Linked DNA regions of Macaca mulatta: region 2 is linked to region 1. The links are chromatin contacts, called in public Hi-C maps. All regions are on one chromosome and are shown on one strand. The core of a region is the stretch at or near the end of the contact, and the rest is flanking DNA. Distances in the headings are between cores, read along the strand shown.

The links. A called contact is a pair of places that touch in the nucleus more often than the background predicts.
Region 2: a Hi-C map of fetal cortical plate shows a contact between it and region 1, with 2.5 times the contacts expected there. The contact joins the promoter of RABAC1 here to the promoter of ARHGEF1 in region 1. A contact is called at or near these places in 6 of 14 Hi-C or Micro-C datasets (CD4 T cells, blood, fetal cortex germinal zone and 2 more).

Annotation. Positions count from the first base shown.
Region 1 is chr19:52,921,826-52,925,364 of T2T-MMU8v2.0, reverse strand. It overlaps ARHGEF1 (Rho guanine nucleotide exchange factor 1), which reads right to left and starts at 2,032. Exons shown (of 31, transcript XR_013410703.1): 1 at 722-2,032. It overlaps LOC144337091, which reads left to right and starts at 1,646. Exons shown (of 3, transcript XM_077979913.1): 1 at 1,646-1,677; 2 at 1,885-3,142; 3 at 3,217-3,539. The coding sequence starts at 1,646. The coding sequence ends at 2,920.
Region 2 is chr19:52,999,052-53,002,647 of T2T-MMU8v2.0, reverse strand. It overlaps RABAC1 (Rab acceptor 1), which reads left to right and starts at 1,787. Exons shown (of 5, transcript NM_001260923.1): 1 at 1,787-1,908; 2 at 2,190-2,402; 3 at 2,799-2,896. The coding sequence starts at 1,853.

The DNA.
Region 1 (3,539 bases), core at 783-3,282:
AGAATTATAGGTGAAGCTGTCAGAGAATAGATGGATCTCTACAGGCAACTGACAAGGCCTGGGGGTGGGGGGTGGCGGGTCAAACAGAGGGAGCACTACGTGCATTGGGCGCTGGGGGGTTAGGACTGGTTTAGAAGGTCCCAGGGTTGGGGGGCTACATGGTTGCTTGAGTTCTATGGAAGGCTCAGGGTCTATAAGGTATTGAGCAGGTGACTCGGGGTCTCCAAGAACTTCTGGGAGCCTTAAAGAACCTAAAAGGAGTCATTGGAATGTGTAACTCCCCAGATTCTATTTGACACACAGTGGGTCTAAAGGATCCAGGGATCATACTGGATCATGATTCTACAGGGACAGCTGCCAGTCTGTGGAACCTCCGGAGACTTAAAAGGGGCTCAGAATTCCATAGGGGTGCGTGGTGGGTGCCGAGACCCATGGTCTGTAGAGCCCCGGATTCCAGGGGATGCTCCTTATCTATGAGGACCCCACGTCTATGAGAAACCAGTTATCCATGGGGCGCTGGCAGGAACCTGGAGGGTCTGAAAGACTTTGTAATCTATACGGAATGTGGCTGGTCTACACGAGCCCCAAATCTTACATGGACGTGGCCGGTCTTACGCGGGCCCTAAATCCTACGGGGGACGTGGCAGTGTGCACGGCTAGGGATGCCGGGGAGGACGTGCAGAGTCAGGGTCTGACGCCCGCTGGGGACCGCGTCCCTCACCTGCTCCAGGTGGAAAGAAAAGCCACCACCGCCACCGGAATCGAAGCCTCCGCGCGCCGGCTCCGCACTCTCCCCACCCCTGCCGCCGCGTCGCTCTAGCCGCCCTGAGTCCACCTTTGCGCCCAGCTCCACTCCTCCTGCCAGCCGCTCTAGCCCGGCTCCTGCCAGGCTCCGGCCCCGACGACTCTACTCCTCCCGCCGGCCGCTCTAGCGCTGCATTGCGCCACGCAGGCCAGATAGGGCCGCTCTGGCCTGTCTTGGAGGGCCGGCGTTTCCGTATCTCGACTGCCCCCGTCACTCCCCGGGCCCCGCCCCGCGCCCGGAGGTGCAGATGGGTGCAACTCCTCCCGAGTTCGATCCGAGATCTCCGAGTCACCCCGGCGCTGAGCACTCGGACCGCGGATTGGGGCTCCCCGTCCTATTAGTCTCCCCACTTAGGGAAATTTAGCGCTGAATTTCCAACGCTCGTACATCAATCCCCTCCGTCCCCCACCCCACCCCCCTTCCTTTGGAACTGGAAAAGCAAAAGTCTGGAGTTCCAGCACATCTTTCCCTTTGACATGCAGTGTAATCTGCAAAAAGTAATGACTACTCTGCAGGCCTCAGTCTTCCCATCTGTACAATGGGAGAAGGCCTCCAGCTCTCTCCCTACACTTGTCTCCCACGGTATAATTAATGACCTAGAAAAGAGCTTTCCTAAAACTCTTTCAAATGCACTCTGCAACTTTCAGCTTCACAGCGGCCCTCGTCGCTGTTATTGTTGTTTTTCTTTTTTAGGTGGCCCTAAAGCATGCGGAGGTTGGAGGATGGCGCTTTGCGGAAAGCACGTGCGAGTTCAAATCCCAACTCCACACTGTCTCATGATGTGCGTTCCCTGGGACGAGTCGGTTTGGCTCCCCGGGCCTCGGTTTCCCCACCCGTACAATGGGAGTGATCGTCTGTCCTCCACTGAGCAGGTGGGAGGCCTTGGCCCCGGCCTCGCACCGTTCGTCCCCACCTACGGGGTACTCGTCAAGTGTGAGTTCTCCCCTCTTTGCTCCCTTTAACAGATGGGAAAACTGAGGCCCGAGGAGGTGCGGCCGCTGGCTCCGCGGGGTCCGAAGGAGGCCCCTCCGCTGGCGGCAGCGCCCCAGCCCCTCCCTCCTCCTCCCCACTTCCCCCAGCAGCCGAGGGGAGGAAGCCGGGCGGGGCCGGGGACCGAGTACCTGGTGTCCGCGCGGAGGTGACCGGCGGGGCGCCCGAGGTCGGGCTCGGCAATCCCGGGCCCTGGGTCCCGGCTCCCGCTTCCTGGCTCTGGCGGGGCAGGAAGTCGGGGCGTTTTTCCGGAGGCCCCCGCCCCGCCGCCCCTCCCCGCTTCCTGCCCGCGCCCCGCGCCCGCCCGGCACCTCCGCTTCCTTCCCCTTCTCGCCGCTTGCCCGCCCCTCCTTTCCCCGCTGCGCCCGGGTCCCCGCGGGCACCGGCCCCGCCCCGGCCGCGCCCGGGCTCTCCCCGGCTTTGTCCATCGGTCCGTCCGCCGGGCGCGGGCTCCGCGGGGCTCGCATCTCCTGGCTGCGGTCACCTCCCCGGAGGTGCTGGGAGGCAAGCCCTGCTCCCCGTGCGCCCCACACCGAGCCACGACCTCCCCGGCTTTCCGCGTCTGTGGTTCTCTTGGTCTTGCGCCCTTCCTTCTGTGGGTATGCTCCCGCCTGCGTCTGCGTCCCCTTCTCTGTCCCTCTGTCTTTCTCTATTGGGGTCTTTCCCTCCTTGGCCTCCACCTCTCCTCTGTCCCTCCATCACTTTCTCCCCGAGAGCTCTTCTCTACCCTCTCCGGGTCTCTCTGTTACCTTTCTGCATCTCCGTCTCAGTCTCTGTCATTTCCCCAGCTGTTGCTGTGCCTGGGCCTCTTCGTGCCCTTTTTCGGTTGCTCCTTCTCCCTTGTGTTGCTTCTTTTCCTTCTCGCTCTGTCTCTGTCCCTCTTTCTCTCCACGTCCCTGTCTCTCTGCCGGATTCCCAGAGTCTCATCCTCTCTTCCTTCACTTGCTCGTCCCCTTCACAATCTCTGGGTCTCAACCTCTCTCCTCTCCCTTTCTCAGGAAATCCGTGTCTCTGTGCCTCTCTGTCGTTGCCCCTGGATCTCCCTGCTCTCCCCAAGTTAGGACTACAGACCCTCCAGAATACCCCTTCTGTAAGTCAACCCATCGGGAAAAGGCTGCAGTCTGAATTCTGTACTAGCCCCACAAGATAGTCCCTGTGTTTCCAAGGCTTAAATACGCATAAAGTGCCTCACGCCTGTAGTCCCAGCACTTTGGGAGACCGAAGCGTGGTGGATCACTTGAGGTCAGGAGTTCGAGACCAGCCTGGTCAACATGGCGAAACCCTGTCACTACTAAAAAATTAGCTGGGCGTGGTGGCACATGCCTGTCATCCCAGCTATTCAGGAGCCTAAGGTACAAGAATCGCTTGAGCTTGAGAGGTGGAGGATGAAGTGGGCTGAGATTGCGCCACTGCACTCCAGCCTGGGCGACAGAGTCAGACTCTGTCTCAAAAAAAGAAAAAAAAAAAAAAAAAAAAGCGGCCAGGCGCAGTGGCTCACGCCTGTAATCTCAGCATTTTGGGAGGCTAAGGCGGGCAGATAACCTGAGGTCAGGAGTTCAAGACCTGCCTGGCCAACATGGTGAAACCCCACCTCTACTAAAAATACAAAAATTAGCTGGGCATGGTGGCAGGTGCCTATAATCCCAGCTACTTGGGAGGCTGAGGTGGAATTGCTTGAACCCAGGAGGTGGAGGTTGCAGTGAGCATATCAACCTGGGTGACAGAGTGAGACTCTATCTCAAAA
Region 2 (3,596 bases), core at 538-3,037, 78 kb before region 1:
TGTATTTTTTTTAGTGGAGATGGGCTTTCGCCATGTTGGCCAGGCTGGTCTTGAACTCCTGACCTCAAGTGATCCGCCCGCCTGGGCCTCCCATAAGTGCTGGGATTACAGGTGTGAGACACCACACCCGGCCCCGCAGTCAAAGGAGTAGGATTTTCAAGTTTGAATCCTAGTTAGAAAACCTGATTCCAGGCCAGGTGCGATGGCTCACGCGTGTAATCCCAGCACTTTGGGAGGCTGAGGCTTAGGTGGGCGAATCACGAGGTCGGAGTTCAAGACCAGCCTGACCAACGTGATGAAACCCCGTCTCTACTGAAAATACAAAAATTAGCCAGGCATGGTGGCACGCACCTGTAATCCCAGCTACTTAGGAGGCCGAGGCAGGAGAATCGCTTGAACCCAGGAGGCGGAGGTTGCAATGAGCAGACATTGTGCCACTGCACTCCAGCTGGAACAACAGAGCGAAACTCCGTCTCAAAAATGAAAAAGAAAACCCGATTCCACTAAAAGCCTGGGGGTGACAAAGAGGAAATAAATAGTAACTAGCCAATCTGATCTTCAAAGTGTAACTCTTCCATCTTCAGTGTGGGGCCCTTGCAAAGGGCTTCCCTGCCTATTGCGCCACCAGCCCCTTGGACAGGGCCATCTTCCCCCCACCTCCTGGGAACGCCTTCCAGCAGGCTTCCAAGCACAAACCCTGAAGTGCCGTAGATCTTGGAAGACAAGACCTGGGCCTAAAAGAGTCACTTGGGGCCAGGCACAGTGGCTCATGCCTGTAATCCCAGCACATTGGGAGGCTGAGGTGGACGAATCCCAAGGTCAGGAGTTCGAGACCAACCTAGCCAACATGGTGAAACCCCGTCTTTACTAAAAATACAAAAAATTAGCTGGGCATAGTGGTGCACGCCTGTAATCCCAGCTAGTTGGGAGGCTGAGGCAGGAAAATCGCTTGAACTCAGGAGGCAGAGGTTGCAGTGAGCTGAGATTGTGCCATTGTACTCCAGCCTGGGCAACAAGAGTGAGACTCCATCCCAGAAAAACCCACAAAACTTCCCAACCTTTTCTCTTTCCCAATTTCACTCCCTCCTGTCCAAAGGTGTGTGTGTTTGCAGGTGGGGGGGGGGGTGGTGGCGGTGCGGAGGTGTCCCTAGTCCCAACTCATTCATCTTTGGGACTCCACAAAGTGGGGCAGGGGGCAACCTCAGATACCCCTCCAGCAACCATGACCCACTCACTAGCCTCAATCTCTTGAGGAAGGAATCAATTCCCACAAACTCTCTAAATCTTTCTACTCAAAATGTGGTCCATGGACCAGCGGCATCAGCATCACCTGGGAACTCAGAAATGCGAATTATGGGCTCCACCCCAGACTTGCTGAATGAGAACATCTGGGGTGGGGCCCAGGAGTCTGTTTTAGCAAGCCCTCTAGTTGTTTTTTTATGCCCTCTAGAGTCAGAACGACAGCTCTGCACGGTCCCCATTGTGCCCTGCCTGGGAGAGTACACAACACCCTCTTCTGCCATTAGAGCTCCCATAACGCCCTCTTTCCTGACAGCGCACCTGCACCCTCCTGAAACTACAGGTCCCACAATGCCCAGAGGTGCGCGCCGTCACTTTCTGGGATTATATCTCCCAAGGTGTCTTGCGAGTCAGACCGCCATCATGGCGCCCACCCTCCCAGCCACCGTCAGGACTACAACTCCCACAATGATCGGCGGCAGAACTACAGTCCCCAGCTGCTCCCGAGCGGCGCCACGTCGACTCCGCTGGGTGGGGCCGGCCTCGGGCGGGGCCGGCGGGGTCTGCAGGGTACCGGGCTGGTTACAGCAGCTCTACCCCTCACGACGCAGACATGGCAGCCCAGAAGGACCAGCAGAAAGATGTCGAGGCGGAAGGGCTGAGCGCCACGTGAGCGAGCCGGCTCTAGGCCCTCGGACCCGAGGCCCGGGAGTCCGGGACCCTGGCCCCCTCCTCCCTCGAGTGCCCGGAGTCCCAGCCCCGAGACGCACAAGCGCTGGCCCCGGTCTCCTCTAATGGGACCCTGGCGTCTGGGCCCCTACCCCCCTCCCCGCCTGTGATTCAGTAATCTGGGGTCCCGGGAGGGAGTCCAAGCCCCCTTAAACCCCTTCTTTTGCGGGGGTCTGAGGCTCCATCCCGGTCCACCACTGACCCGGCCCCACCCCTCGCAGGACCCTGCTGCCGAAGCTGATTCCCTCCGGTGCAGGCCGGGAGTGGCTGGAGCGGCGCCGCGCGACTATCCGGCCGTGGGGCACCTTCGTGGACCAGCAGCGTTTCTCACGGCCCCGCAACCTGGGCGAGCTGTGCCAGCGCCTCGTACGCAACGTGGAGTACTACCAGAGCAACTATGTGTTCGTGTTCCTGGGCCTCATCCTGTACTGCGTGTGAGTGCATCCCGGGCCCTGCACCCGCACTAGCCCCGACCGGGTGGACCCCTCCTCTCACAGCTCAGGCCCCGCCCTTCAGCGCCCGGGCCCTCCTCTCACCACCCAGGGCCCCCTCCTACCGCCCAGGCCCCTCCCCTCACCGCCCAGGCCCCTCCTCTCACCGCCTAGGCCGGCCCCGCCCCCAAGGATTGGCTCTGCTAGACCTACTTTGTCACCAAAGGGCCAGGTCCCTACCCCACCATCACCCTGGCCAGGATGCAGTGTGACTGAATGTCACCTGGCCCTCCCTGGTCTCCAGAATGTAGCTTGCCTCCCGCCGGTGGAGAAGGCCAGGGCTCCCTGGCTGACCAGCCCCAGCTGCCTAACCGCTGCCTCCCTGCACTCCTCCTCCAGGGTGACGTCCCCTATGTTGCTGGTGGCTCTGGCTGTCTTTTTCGGCGCCTGTTACATTCTCTATCTGCGCACCTTGCAGTCCAAGCTTGTGCTTTTTGGTGAGAAACCCCCTGCCCAGATGAATCCTTGGTCCCTCGAATCTTGGTCTTTTGGAATGCAAACCTCAGACCCCAAATCCAAGTCCTTCAAAACCCAAGTCCGCCGAAGCCTAGATGAACACTAGATCTCCCAAACCTGATCCTTTAAAAATCTCAGACACAACCGATGCTCCCATCGAGTCTCAGCCCCCTCAAATTGCTATTCCTCAAACCTAGGCTCCACCTGGCTGCTGTGCCTTAAACCTACTCCTCTTCAAACCACATGACTCCTCCCCTCTCTCCTCCCCTTGCCGCTTTCTGCGGCAAGCATCAGCTGCAGGTGCCCACACTGGACACCAGGTGGCGAACTTACACTGGCCTAGATCTGTTCCCGTTTCTTTTCCTGCTTTCTGGGATGTGACCAGAAAGAACTTGGAACTTGGGGAAGCTGAGGAGTGTGTTTCATGTGGTTCCCAGACTAGTACCAAGGACCACTGGGAGAACAAAATGCCAGGGGAAATTCCCCCCAGGGGAAAATCAAGGTTTGGAGTGGGGTCAAGGAGTTGGGATTGGGCTGTCAGGTAGACCTGAAGGCCAGGCTCTTCAGGGGCCTGCAAGTTATGTGCATGACGGGCTTAGGGGGAGGGAGCGCCTGCAGCACAGGCACCAGAGCATGCAGACCCCATCCCTGAGACTTCTATGAGAAGCCTGAAGTTGGTAT